Regions from separate parts of the Gossypium hirsutum genome. Here region 2 is linked to region 1. The links are chromatin contacts, called in public Hi-C maps. All regions are on one chromosome and are shown on one strand. The core of a region is the stretch at or near the end of the contact, and the rest is flanking DNA. Distances in the headings are between cores, read along the strand shown.

Region 1 (6,222 bases), core at 500-2,999:
TATATGTGAAAGTTCTATATATAAAAAATAGAAATATGTAATTATATAATAAAAAATTATATATATCATTATGTTAAATATATTTTATTTTTTAAACATATCAACTAGTTATTTTGATATATTTATCTTATATATAATTTTTATATTTAAAATATTTATTTGTTACCTCATTGTCGGTATGGTAAATTCTACTATTATTAAATAAAATAATTGTTTCAAATATAATTATTTTTATTAAATATAATTTACCATACTATAATGTAGGTGAAAAAATAATGATATTTGAAATAATTATTTGATTTTATAATATTAAAATTTACCATACCCATAATATAAGTAAAAAATAAATATTTATAAAAATTATATATAAGAAAAATATATCAAAATAATTAGTTGATATTTAAAAAAAATAAAATATATTTAACATAGATATATAATATATATTTTTATTATACAATTACATACTTATTATTTTGTCTAAATAAAAAAGTTATTAACCATGACATAGAAGAAAAATAAATATAAAAAATATATTTAATAAAATAATATTTTGATTTTATAATATTAGAATTTACCATACTACAATGTAGATGAAAATAATAAATATTTAACATATAAAAATTATATATAAAATATATATATCAAAATATTACATATTTATTAGTTTATCTATATAAATAAAAAAGTTATTATTAAAAATATGGATTAAAAATAAAGAAAATATATGCATTAAAAATAAAAATCGAAGCATTCGAATCTAGGCCATTTGAATAAAAACACCAAAATTTTAGTATTTTTAGAGGACGAAAAGGTTTAGGTAAATTTAAATATAAAAGTTTAAATAATATAATTATTCTTATGCAAGTATTGTTTGATTGAGTTATTTCACGAAAAATTTTTGATAAATTTAATGATTGAATTGGTGTCAGTTAATTCGTGATATCAAGCTTGATTAAAATTAATAAAATAACTTTTCATATTTTATAATTTTGGAGGTGTTTGCATTTATCTCTAATTGAATATAATTTTTATTGTCCTAAGACATGTCTAAGGATTGAGCTACTTGTCCAAGCTTGAAGCTCGCTTAATAATTGGAAGGGTTTTGTCAAAAACATTAAATCCAAAAATTTAACTAAAGTGAAAAATATAAATTCATTTAAAATATGGATCAAACTTGAACCCTAGTAGTCAATGCTCAAACTAGGCCCAACTTATTTTGTAATTGTATAATATATTATTTTCTTTATTTTTTATATAGTATGTAATTTATATCATATGAGAATTATATATAAAATATTTTAATGTAAATATTAAAAATATGTTTAAGCTCATGTTTAAATTTTAAATAAAATTAAAATATAAAATTTATTTAATATAAAAAAGAACAAACTAATATAACCGACTTAAATGGGTTTGGGCTATCTTGAAATTTGAGGCGTATATGGGGATCCGACATGAACAATTATATATGATGTTAATTCCATATATGGATTAGGACCGAATATGACTTGACCATGAACACCTTTACATAAGTAGATAAATTTTATTCAAGATGGGCCATTCGGCAAATTGGTGGTCTTCCATTTTGGGGAAATGTCGATGATGAATATATATATATAGTAGAAGGCAAGACAAAATGTTTAAATAAATTTCGTCGGTATCGAAAGTTTTTGAGAAGTTTGCAATTGGGCCCTCAAACAGACAGTTGACTTCTATCAAACCGAAAGAAAAGGGCCTACGCGGCCACATGTGCGGTGGGCCCAAGATAAGGCCCAACAACATCCACATACTTCTTGCTTTGGACTGTTAGCCGTCCGATCATAAGAATCACATCACTTTTTTCACGACGTTGATGTTAGTGAAATTATATATATATATATTAGTAATAAAAATAGAGGGATTAAATTATATTAAATTAAATTTAAAAAAAATTAAAATTTTAGCATAATAAACTAATAAAAAGAACTAGTGAGAAATTACTAATTGCATATTTCTACGTTTTGGGTTTTTGATATAGTTGTAGGTTGTTGTTTTTTGTATTAAGACAAAACATTAACAATAATAGAATTAAATTATGTCAGAAAATATAAAAACTAAAATTTTAAATTAAATATAATATAAAGATTCTATTATTGATATTTGTCAGTTTGATAATATTATTTACTATGCTCTTGAAGTGATGCCACGACCTTTTAAAAAAATAAAAACAATGTTAAGAAACCATATCATCCATTTAACACTAACAAGTAGCAGCTTACTAACATTACAAAAAATCAAATTATACTCCCATCACTACAACCTTAATATTACATTTCAAGTTTCTATTTCATATACGAACTATCAACAAGAAACACAACTACATCTCTCAATACAATTTTTCATTATATATAATCACAAGTATTTTGATTTGATTTACGACTACAACTTAATCTTTTTTTCTAAATAAAAAGTAAAATCTCGTGTTTGTTTGTAAAAGGCAGGCGTCAACTTGAATGTGTCACTGAGCAAATATCTTGAACAACGTAAAAATATGCATAGGTTTCTATAATAATAATGTCAGCTAGTTTTACGGTCTAGCAGATAGCCATATAATCCTATTGTCGGATTGGTGTTGCATAGGAGACAAATCAAATTAGACCCATGTGAATGTCCAGTTAAAACGACCTTACTCCATTAGATATGGTACTGTTTTTTTTTACCATTTTTTATCACTATCTTACAACCATCAAAATTAGTCCTCATTATCCAACTTCCTATTTTTCCATGTTTATACTATGTTTCTATTTTTATTTTGAAGTTATAACCCATCCAATAGAAACAACTATTATAAGCATTGAATTAAATAATTAATTTAACAAGATCTCATATATTTATATACGTGAGACTTAAATTTAAAAATTCAAAATTTTATAACTGTAACTTTATCATGAAATTTAAATTTTATTAGTGATTTAATTAATATAATTTAATTTAACATAATTTGATTTTTTACTTTTGTAATATCATTATTTGGTAAAATGTTAGATCTATTTTTTTCTCTAAAAAACACTCCTTTCAATTTATTATGTTGACATGATTTTTTTTTAATTTTTAATTTTATGTTTGAAAGGATTAAGAAAGCTATCTGTAATAGATGTTAATTATTTTAAATTAATTGATGATAATATAAAAGTAAAAGGGGAAAGTGTAGTGACTAATTCTTATGTTGAAGCACAATTTGACCTTATTTAAGATATAGGCTCCTCACTATTGTTTGGTACAAGGGAATTTAAAACAGTGTTTTTCTTCTCTCCTTTTCGAAGGAGTTTGCTGAGCCACTTGTTTTTGACAACTCGAAGAATCTGAGAGATGTCTTCAGATTACCTACAAAATGATTGTGAAGAATCACAGAAGATTTATCTAGGTACCCCCCTTGGGATGCTTACTTGACCAGATAAGGATACCCCATTTCTCATATTATTATTTTGATTTGCATCCATTTGGATGGAGAAAATTCAAGTTTTTAAGGTTTTTTTTTATGATTTTGAATTCGGACTAATATTTTTCATTTTTAGTTTGAATCAATTTTAATTTTGGGTCGAGTTTGAGTTAGTTTAGGTTGGGATAAATCTTAAAATTATACATAAATTTTGATCTAATGTACAATTTATTACAGTAACTTTATTTTTGTGTAATTTTATAATGAAATTTTAATTTAATTCAGTTCTCATAATTTATTAGCACTATTATTGATATAACATCATTTTATGTTTATATATTGCATATACAGATAATTATATTTATCTAATATAAAAATGATTTGTTGTATTTATTTAAATGTGTATAATTGAATCAACTAAAGTTTCATGTATATAATTACACCAAATCAAAGTTCATATATCAAATTGCACATTACATCAAAGTTTATGTATAATTTTGAGATTTATTCCTTTTAGCCTTTAGGCTGGACACTTGAGTTTTTCAAATTACTTGTTTGGGCCATTTGGAGTTTTTAGTTAATTTGCGTCTAGACTAGACATGTTGAGGTCATTAGATTTTCGGTAAAATATCCAATTGGTTTCCTAATTTTTAGTGCACTCTCAATTTAATCACACAAAATGAAATTTTTGCAATTTCGTCACTTAACGGTTAAATCTCTAACAACGGTTGATTATATATTCCATGTTATGTTTACACTTTCATTTTGGTCACCCAACTTCTAGGTCGCTTTCATTTCGGTTATAAAAAAAAATCATTTCTGAAGCATTGATTGGGTAAAAAAAAATTAAGAATTAAAGAAAAAAAAGTGATAGAAACTAAAATAATGCATTAAAAATTTGTGAAATTGTATTTGTTTATCCCATTGCCAAAAAGTCTATTTTTTTCAATATTGAAATATTAAATTTCAAAGCATCAAAATCAATTAAGTAAATTGTTGAAAATTTTTTATCCATTGATAATGTCAACCGATTTGTTGCTTGAACATTGAAATTAATTAAATTAATTAAATTAATTAATTTCATCTCCTTCTAAATTTTATTTTATTTTTTTGTTTTGAGATTATTATTAATGAAATCAACTAAAATAACTCATATTTATTAATTGTCTATGAAACTTAATTTTTTATTATATAATCTCGAGCCTACCATGCTAAGTTAAAAACAAAGAAAAATCCATTAATTTCTTGTTCTTCATTTGGGTAAAGAGGTGATGGAAAATTATGGATTTTGCTTGGCATGGAAGATAAAATTAATTAATTGAAAATTTTTTCTTTGTTTTTAGCTTAGCATGGAAGATTTAAAATCATATAGTTAAAAAGAAATTTGGATTTCATAGACGACTATTAAAGATGAGTTATTTGCGTTGACTTTAATTTGGAAATGTAAAAATAAAAATTTAAAATTTAGAAGGAGATTAAATTAATTAAATTAATTAATTTCAATATTATAATAACAAATAAACTAGCATTATCAAGGGATACAAATTTTTCAGTAATTTATTTAATTGTTCATTATTGAAAAAAGAATAAGAACTTTCAACAAGGGGTATGTAATACCCAATTTGCCTGGCCCAAAAGCACAAACACAAACCAAAAATAAAATACATAAATAAATAAACTAATAGCAGTCTTTTTTTTAATGTTTAGTATTACAAAGCCCAAATCTAACATAAACCCGATTCTAAACCCAATACAATACCAAACCCACCAGCCTAAATTAAATTACCCAATACACCACCTAATTACAAAACCCAACTACAAAATAGCCCAAACCCGAATTTCCTAATACTCAACCTAATTAGCCCAATGCCGAATCTAACCCCAATCAGGAAACCCTAGCCTTCAACAGCTTTCGGCTCCAGCCGCCGCACGAGGAAACTGGGTTCGTTCGCGTGTGTGCCACAATATCCGACTCCTCTACGCGCGCCTTTTCCTGGCCTCGCCTGCAACAAACAAAAACGAACAAAGCAGCAGGCAAAAGGAGCAAAATAGCAGAAGGGGCCAATGAATAAATAGATTTATTTTATTTTATTTACTATAATTTTTTTGATTTTGGCTATAAAAGGGCCAAAGGAGTATGTACTAAGGATTTTTTTTTACAGATACTGAATACAAAAAAAACTCAAAGAGGTGATTTCCTGATTTTTTTTTCTCTCTTCATTTATTTTTGTTCTATTTTTCTTTCTTCTTTGCAAAACAAATAGAATAAAGGAGGGAGTATACTTACCTGCACGGAGACGATGACAGAGCCTTATCTGCTCCGTCCAAATCGGAGCTAGATGAGGCTTTGAATTTGTTGAGGCGGTGGGTGAGAAAGAATGAGGGGCATAGGGTTGCTGATTGTTTTGAAAAGAAAAAGAAAAATGACTTAGTTTTTCTGATTTAGGGTTTAGAATGATGTTTATAGATATTCCAAACGGCACCGTTTGGGGCTAGACTTAGTGGCTCCCAAAACGGTGCCGTACATACCATTGACCCGATGACTCGACCTGGATGCGGCGAGATCCGCGTGTTCTGGCATGGGGAGGGATATTTGCGCAAAAGGTCCTTCTTCTCTTGCAGGATTTTTTAAATCGGTCCTTTTATTTTTTTTAATTTTTGCCCTGCATTTTGATATTGTCTCATTTTGGTCCATGTCACTGCGCTGCGTTTTGGGGAAGCGAGATATTTCCCATTTGGCTCCCCCCGTAATTCTTGAATTGCAGTTTGACCCTCCGTTTCTTTTAAATCACATTTGTGGCCTG
Region 2 (6,144 bases), core at 3,245-5,744, 340 kb before region 1:
AAAGATAAGTTATTGGGGTAAGGTATTGTTTGAATCTAGGAAGTCAATTAACCCGAAGGGGCTTGACGATGATGATGATTTTGAACTTTTAAAAGGGGATGTCACAAGGTCAGTTGTTAATGGGATCCCCTAGATCAAGTGATAGGGTGCTGATGTGTCACTAAATCAACTAAAAATACAACGAAGGTAATTACACCTATCGATAAATAGTATAACTATGGTGAATAAAGATATCGTATCCACGAGGACTAAAAATATTAGTAATTACCGTTTTCCTATTATTTACCTCTCGTATCTCAAGTTTTGATAAATGGCATCACTCAACGTATTGAGTATGGACTGTTACCAATGGTGTTTTTGTTGCGGACGTTACATACACTTGAAAGAGTTGTGTCTAAGGACTCCCTTAGTATCAAATCAGCAGGCAATGAGGTTTTGCCGAATGACAGGTCGTCGATGAAACCCGGTGTGACGGAGAGGGAGGAGGCATACGGGCCTTAGATGTTAGATGTTGGTCGAGGGAAAATCGTGAAGGAAATCACGAGACTCCAAAAAATAGGGGCAAAAAAAATCAAGAGGAGACTTTTCTGGGATTACGATTTAATGCGTTAGTTTTTTTTTTTTGATACAAACACTGGTGAGCTGGTTTCGATTTCTGGGAAGGAAATGGGGGTTTCTAATAAAAGTAAGAAAATCATGTCAAATTTGAGTTCGAAAGGAATTAATAGAAAACATCACCAGAGTTATGGGCCATATGGGAAGAGGCCTGTTCAGAATAAAACTGCGAAGCAAGGGAGACTGGCTTGGGTGGGATTAAGATTTTATTTTCCAAAATAAAATTACATTTGGTAGTCAAATTTTTATAATTACAAAAGAAGAAAAAATTACTTAGAAATTACACATGTGATGTTACATATGGTTCAATCATGAATCTAAAAAGTTAAATATCTTAAGGGTGCGTTTGGTTCGCTGTATTGGATTAGAGGTGTATTGGATTAGAGGTGTATTGGGATTAGAGGTGTATTGGATTAGAGGTGTAATAGCTAATCCACTGTTTGGTTGAATGTAATGGAATAGAGGCGTAATAGTAATCTTGTGTTTGGTTGAATGGAATAGAGGTGTAATAGCATAATGGAAAAAAACTAAAATGACTAGAATACCCTTAGCATAAAATTGTTTTGGTAAATGATTATTGTTATTGTTATTTAAATTATAATAAGATTATTATTATCAATAATAAATAATTTAATCAGATTTAAACATAATTATTATTAAATATATTTTAATTAAAATATATAATTTAATAAAATTCTTAATAATTAATATTCTTATATTAATTTACTGAAATCATAATATATGATACTGTAAAATATAAATTAACATAATTATTATTAAATATATTTTAATTAAACTATATAATTTAATAAAATTCTTAATAATTAATATTCTTATATTAATTTACTCAAATCATAATATATGATACTGTAAAATATAAATTAACATAATTATATTAAATATAATTTAATAAAAATATATAATTTAGTAAAATTCTTAATATTAAATATTCTTATATGAATTTTCTAAAATCATAATATATAATACTATAAAATATAATTTAACATAATTATTATTAAATATAATTTAATAAAAATATATAATTTAATAAAATTCTTAATATTAAATATTCTTATATGAATTTTCTAAAATCATAATATATATAATACTACAATACTTACAAATTCTATTAATCTGGTCCTAACTTTAAAAAATTCAATAAACTTAACCTTCAATTTTACATATTATATAAATTTAACCATTATTCTTAAAATTCAAAAATAAAAATTAAAAAACTAAAAATTTAAACATTTATTTTTCGATAAAAATACATACAAAATTCTAAAAATATTTATAAATAAATGAATATCTATTTTTCTCATTTTTTAACATGACATTTATTTATTAGAATAATAAATTTATAAATAAAACAATTTAAGGAGAAAAAGCAATGAAAAAGAATTAGACAAATTTAAAAAAATATTAAACATTAACTTGGCTGGATCTTGTACAAGGAAAACAAAGCCATTAACTTGGCAACCATACATCTGAAATAAGCATATGAAATTGAAGTTCAAAATAATCAAAGAAAATGAAGCTTCAAAATGTGTGACATTGAACACATAATCAATTACAGAAAAGTTGCTATGTTTTGGCACTAAAAGCAACCGCAAGCCACAACTACCAGCATGTCAAGGATTAAATTTGTTTTGGCACCAAAAGTAAACCACAAGTCACAAGAACCAGCATGTCAAGGATTGAATTTGTTTGGGCACTAAAAGCAACCGCAATCACAAGCCACAAGTACCAGTCCAACCCCTTAACCTACAGCTTAATTGTAGAAACCTTATGAGCCCTCAAACTGATATATATTGCCGAATCTTGGTAAGAAGAAGCAAAGGAGAGAAAAGGGGTTTTCCAGGAATGAAAGAAAATGAAAATGAATACCTTGAAAACGGCATAATTAGAAAACAACATGCTCAGTTAGTAAGCAATAAAGAATATTTAGTTTAAATGACAGGAAGGAAGTCTAATTCATTATGCACTCCTTTGTGCTAATAGGAACCATTTCATAGTCGAGCATACGAACAATCAGAAACAGAAACTTATATAATATCCAAGGCAACACCAATGTTCGTGAAGAGAATTCAGAATTACGAACAGCCAAAAACAAAACTTGAAAATAACCTACATAAAAGCGTTCAATGGTATATTTCATATTTACTCCAGGCTAATGTTATTTTCTCCACCAATTTTAAAAACATTGAGCATGACTAACTATCCATAGAAGCAAGTAAGAAAACGAAATTCTAAATTCCACAAAAGAAACCAACTACTGCAAAACTTGAGAGCATCAGGAATAACCATTCTCTTGTCTTGTCATATGGTGCAAGAATCCCCTCATAAGCCTTCAATTCACACCAGCGAAAGCTGCCACCCCATGCTTAGTCTTTGCAAGGAATCATCCTGCAATCAAAGAAAATATCAATTACCATAAGGACAGTCAAAATGAAGCCCAGTTATATACTCCATATATGCTGAAGCCAAACACATTGCCTTTGCACCATAAGATTCATAGACCTTGTCAGCTATTGGTTTTCTCTCAATCCAACAATAATAACCTGAAGCACACTCATTCTACTCTCTTTCAATTCGTCCCTACATTTTACCTATAACCAACTATAACAAACACACAGATCTCTAACAAGAAAAACCAATAGCAAACTCTCATTATTAAACATAAAGCCAAATTGATTAGGAAACTACTTTGGAGGAAGATTGGCAGTAAGTTGCTCAAGTCAAGACTAGGAAACGGATCTCTAGATTCAATTTTGTAACACATGCAAGTTTACCAAGTCTACCACTCATTTCACTACACAAAGACACCCTGAAAATATTGCATTCGATCATTTCACAAGAAAATAGATTGATAATCTGAACATCCATCAGTATTGCAAATGATAAGCTAGAATTGGCAGAGATTTACAGGTCCACGATAGAAAGTAAAGCAATCCAGTATAATAGAACCAGAAAGCCTTACATAGAAAAGAACATATATGATATTAAAATCAATAAAAACCTGGGAGGAGTTTGTCCCAGCGAAGAGTCCTCTTCATCACCAATCGAGTACAAATTAGTAAAATTTGACTCGAACTTTTCATCATCCACATCGACTCGTGGTTGCACCTCCAATTCATCCATCAATTCATCATCGGTCTCCTTATGCTTCCCAGCCAACTTTCTCCGCAAAATGGCCTCAAGAACTGAAGGGAGTGCCTCTTCATACCCTTCAAAGTACTTCTTGATTCGGGTTTTCAGCTCTGGCACCAAAGAACTAACAAAGTTTAACAACATAACAAAAAAACAAATTAAAGACTTGTTCAAAGTCGGGCAAGTTTTAGGGATTCTGATTTGGGGAAAAGGGGAAACGGGAAATGGGGAAATGGTTGTTAAAGACTTGTTCAGAGAGGGAGCTGGAAAGAGTCGAGTTTTCAGCGTTGGTTGAAAAAGACTGGGAGGGTAAAACAGGGCATAGAAATTGGGAAGACGTCCGTAATAGCTAATCGTCGTTTTGGGAAAGGAATACAAAAGCAGAGATTTTGGGGAATAGGCCGGTAATGTAATACGCCTGTAATAGGCATACAGCGAACCAAACGCCGGATTAGGTGAGGCGCGCGGAATAGATGGGTAATCGCATACCCATTACAGCGAATCAAACACGCTGTAAATTTTTTAGGGCAATCTAGATGGGTCAATAGTAACGACTAATTCCTTTATTAAGAATGTAGTAACTAGGTGATTGATGGAAGAAGTTAGCAAATAGTCATGGTATGTTAAAGGAATCGGTTAGGCACAGCGAAGTCAAAAGTTAGCTGCGGTAATAACGAAATATAATAATAAACGACTGTCCTTTCTCGTCCAAAAACATTTATCATTTACCAGAGTAAAAATAAAAGCCGACCAGGAGAGGTTCTTTGTTTCCAACTTATTGGTAAAGCCAAAAGAAAAAAAAATTTCTCAGTAACAAGGAAGCTGCAGGGCATTGAAGCTTTTAAATTCCCATTCAAATTCTCAACATCTTACGGTTTGGCTGCTCAAGAAAAAAGAAAAAGAAAAAGAAAAAGAAAAGAGTTCATCAAAAGCAAAAGCAAAAAGAAAACGGAGTAAAGAGGAAGAAGAATTTGATCTCTCTAGTTTTACAACTGCGCGCCTCTTGGAGAAGATTCCTTGCTTCTTTATTTTCCTGAACTTTAGATTTCTCGCTTTCATCATTAGCTTCTTTTCCACCAAACTGAAGAGCAAGAGTTCGACGAGCGAAATTCGTAAGCATTTTTTTCTTTACTTTCTTGTTTTAGTTGAATTTTGTATTCCTGATTGTTTCTTCGCTTCTCTCTGTATTTTCTGGATTTGCATTTTGATTAGTGAAATAATTGGGGTTAGATCTGCATTTAATGGTTTAAAATACGAACCGGTGATTTGTACTCTCTACATCGTTGACTTCTTTTTGCTAGTTGATTAGTTGACCGCTAAAACAGATGTACAATTATAAGTATGCTGATTCTTTGCTTCTCTATTTTCTTGAATTGTAGAGTTTTCGTTTTCTTAATTGGATTCTTTTCCACCTAACTGAAGAGTGAGAGTTCGACGAGCGAAATTCGTAAGCATTATTCTTTTCGCTTTCTTATTTTAGTTTATTTTTCTACTTCTTGTTGCTCCGTCACTTCTCTCTATATTTTCTGGATTTTGATTAATGAAAGAATCGGCGTTAGATCTGTATTTAATGGTTTAAAATATGAACCGGTGTTTTTGTACTCTCTAATTTGTTGACTTTTTTTTCCTACTTGATTCATTGACTGCTAAAATAGGTTCAACAATTGTTCATGTATGCTGATTATTAGTTTTTTGAATCATTTTACTCTTTGCTTGAGTTAGGTTCATTAATCGGTGAAGGACTTTCATTGTGACTAAATTCAGGGGCTAAGGAACAGAATGCAGGGATGATATTTAGCATTGGAACTGAGCTGACAAGTAGTCAAGTTGTTACTCAATGGGGCATGAACTTAAATCTTGGTTTCAATTAGATGCGAGGAAATTGATATGGCTTATATGTGCGATCACGGTGATTATAACATTCCAGTATCTTGAACTTTTGAGCGAGAATGTGTTTTCGGCGGTAGTTCCTTCTGGTAAGATCTCTGTTGAGGGACAAAGTAGTTTCTTAGCCAGTGCTCCATCATCGACTGAGCTAGATGGGACAATACGTTACGTGACTCATTCAATTGGTTTGGAGTGTAATGGAACATATGCTGGTAGTGAGACAGTTCATGGTAATGAGGTCTCTGAAGAAAGGGACATGGATTCTAATGATGATGTTATATCAGAAACCGATGTGGACTTGAATAAATCTTCTACATTTGAGGAAGGCAGTGAATCTCCAAAAGAGTCTTTAAGTGAGGAATTGGTAGATTTAATTAAGAATTCTACAGTGTATGATGCTGAAAGTTCCAAAAATATGACTACAGCAGAGGTGGAAGGTGGTCTATCATTGGAGTTAAGCAAGGAAAATAACATGGCAACTCTAGATAGCTT

Evidence for each region. Hi-C and Micro-C count contacts between places; a contact is called where the count stands out from the background.
Region 2: a Hi-C map of leaf shows a contact between it and region 1, with 3 times the contacts expected there. The contact joins the promoter of LOC107901532 here to the enhancer-like site in region 1. A contact is called at or near these places in 11 of 34 Hi-C or Micro-C datasets (fibers, hypocotyl, leaf and 1 more).

The regions. Positions count from the first base shown.
Region 1 is chrD06:20,701,573-20,707,794 of Gossypium_hirsutum_v2.1, reverse strand. No RefSeq gene overlaps it. Among protein-coding and RNA genes, the nearest start is that of LOC121218511, 31 kb to the right of the region's middle. Within about 2 kb of position 1,749, at least 3 of the 9 cell types and tissues checked have an H3K27ac peak or open chromatin away from gene starts, as enhancers often do. A contact at or near this core is called in hypocotyl and leaf, where this site is marked.
Region 2 is chrD06:21,047,876-21,054,019 of Gossypium_hirsutum_v2.1, reverse strand. LOC107901532 (probable glycosyltransferase At5g03795) reads left to right here and starts at 4,494. Exons shown (of 6, transcript XM_016827584.2): 1 at 4,494-4,877; 2 at 5,145-5,212; 3 at 5,488-6,144. The coding sequence starts at 5,603.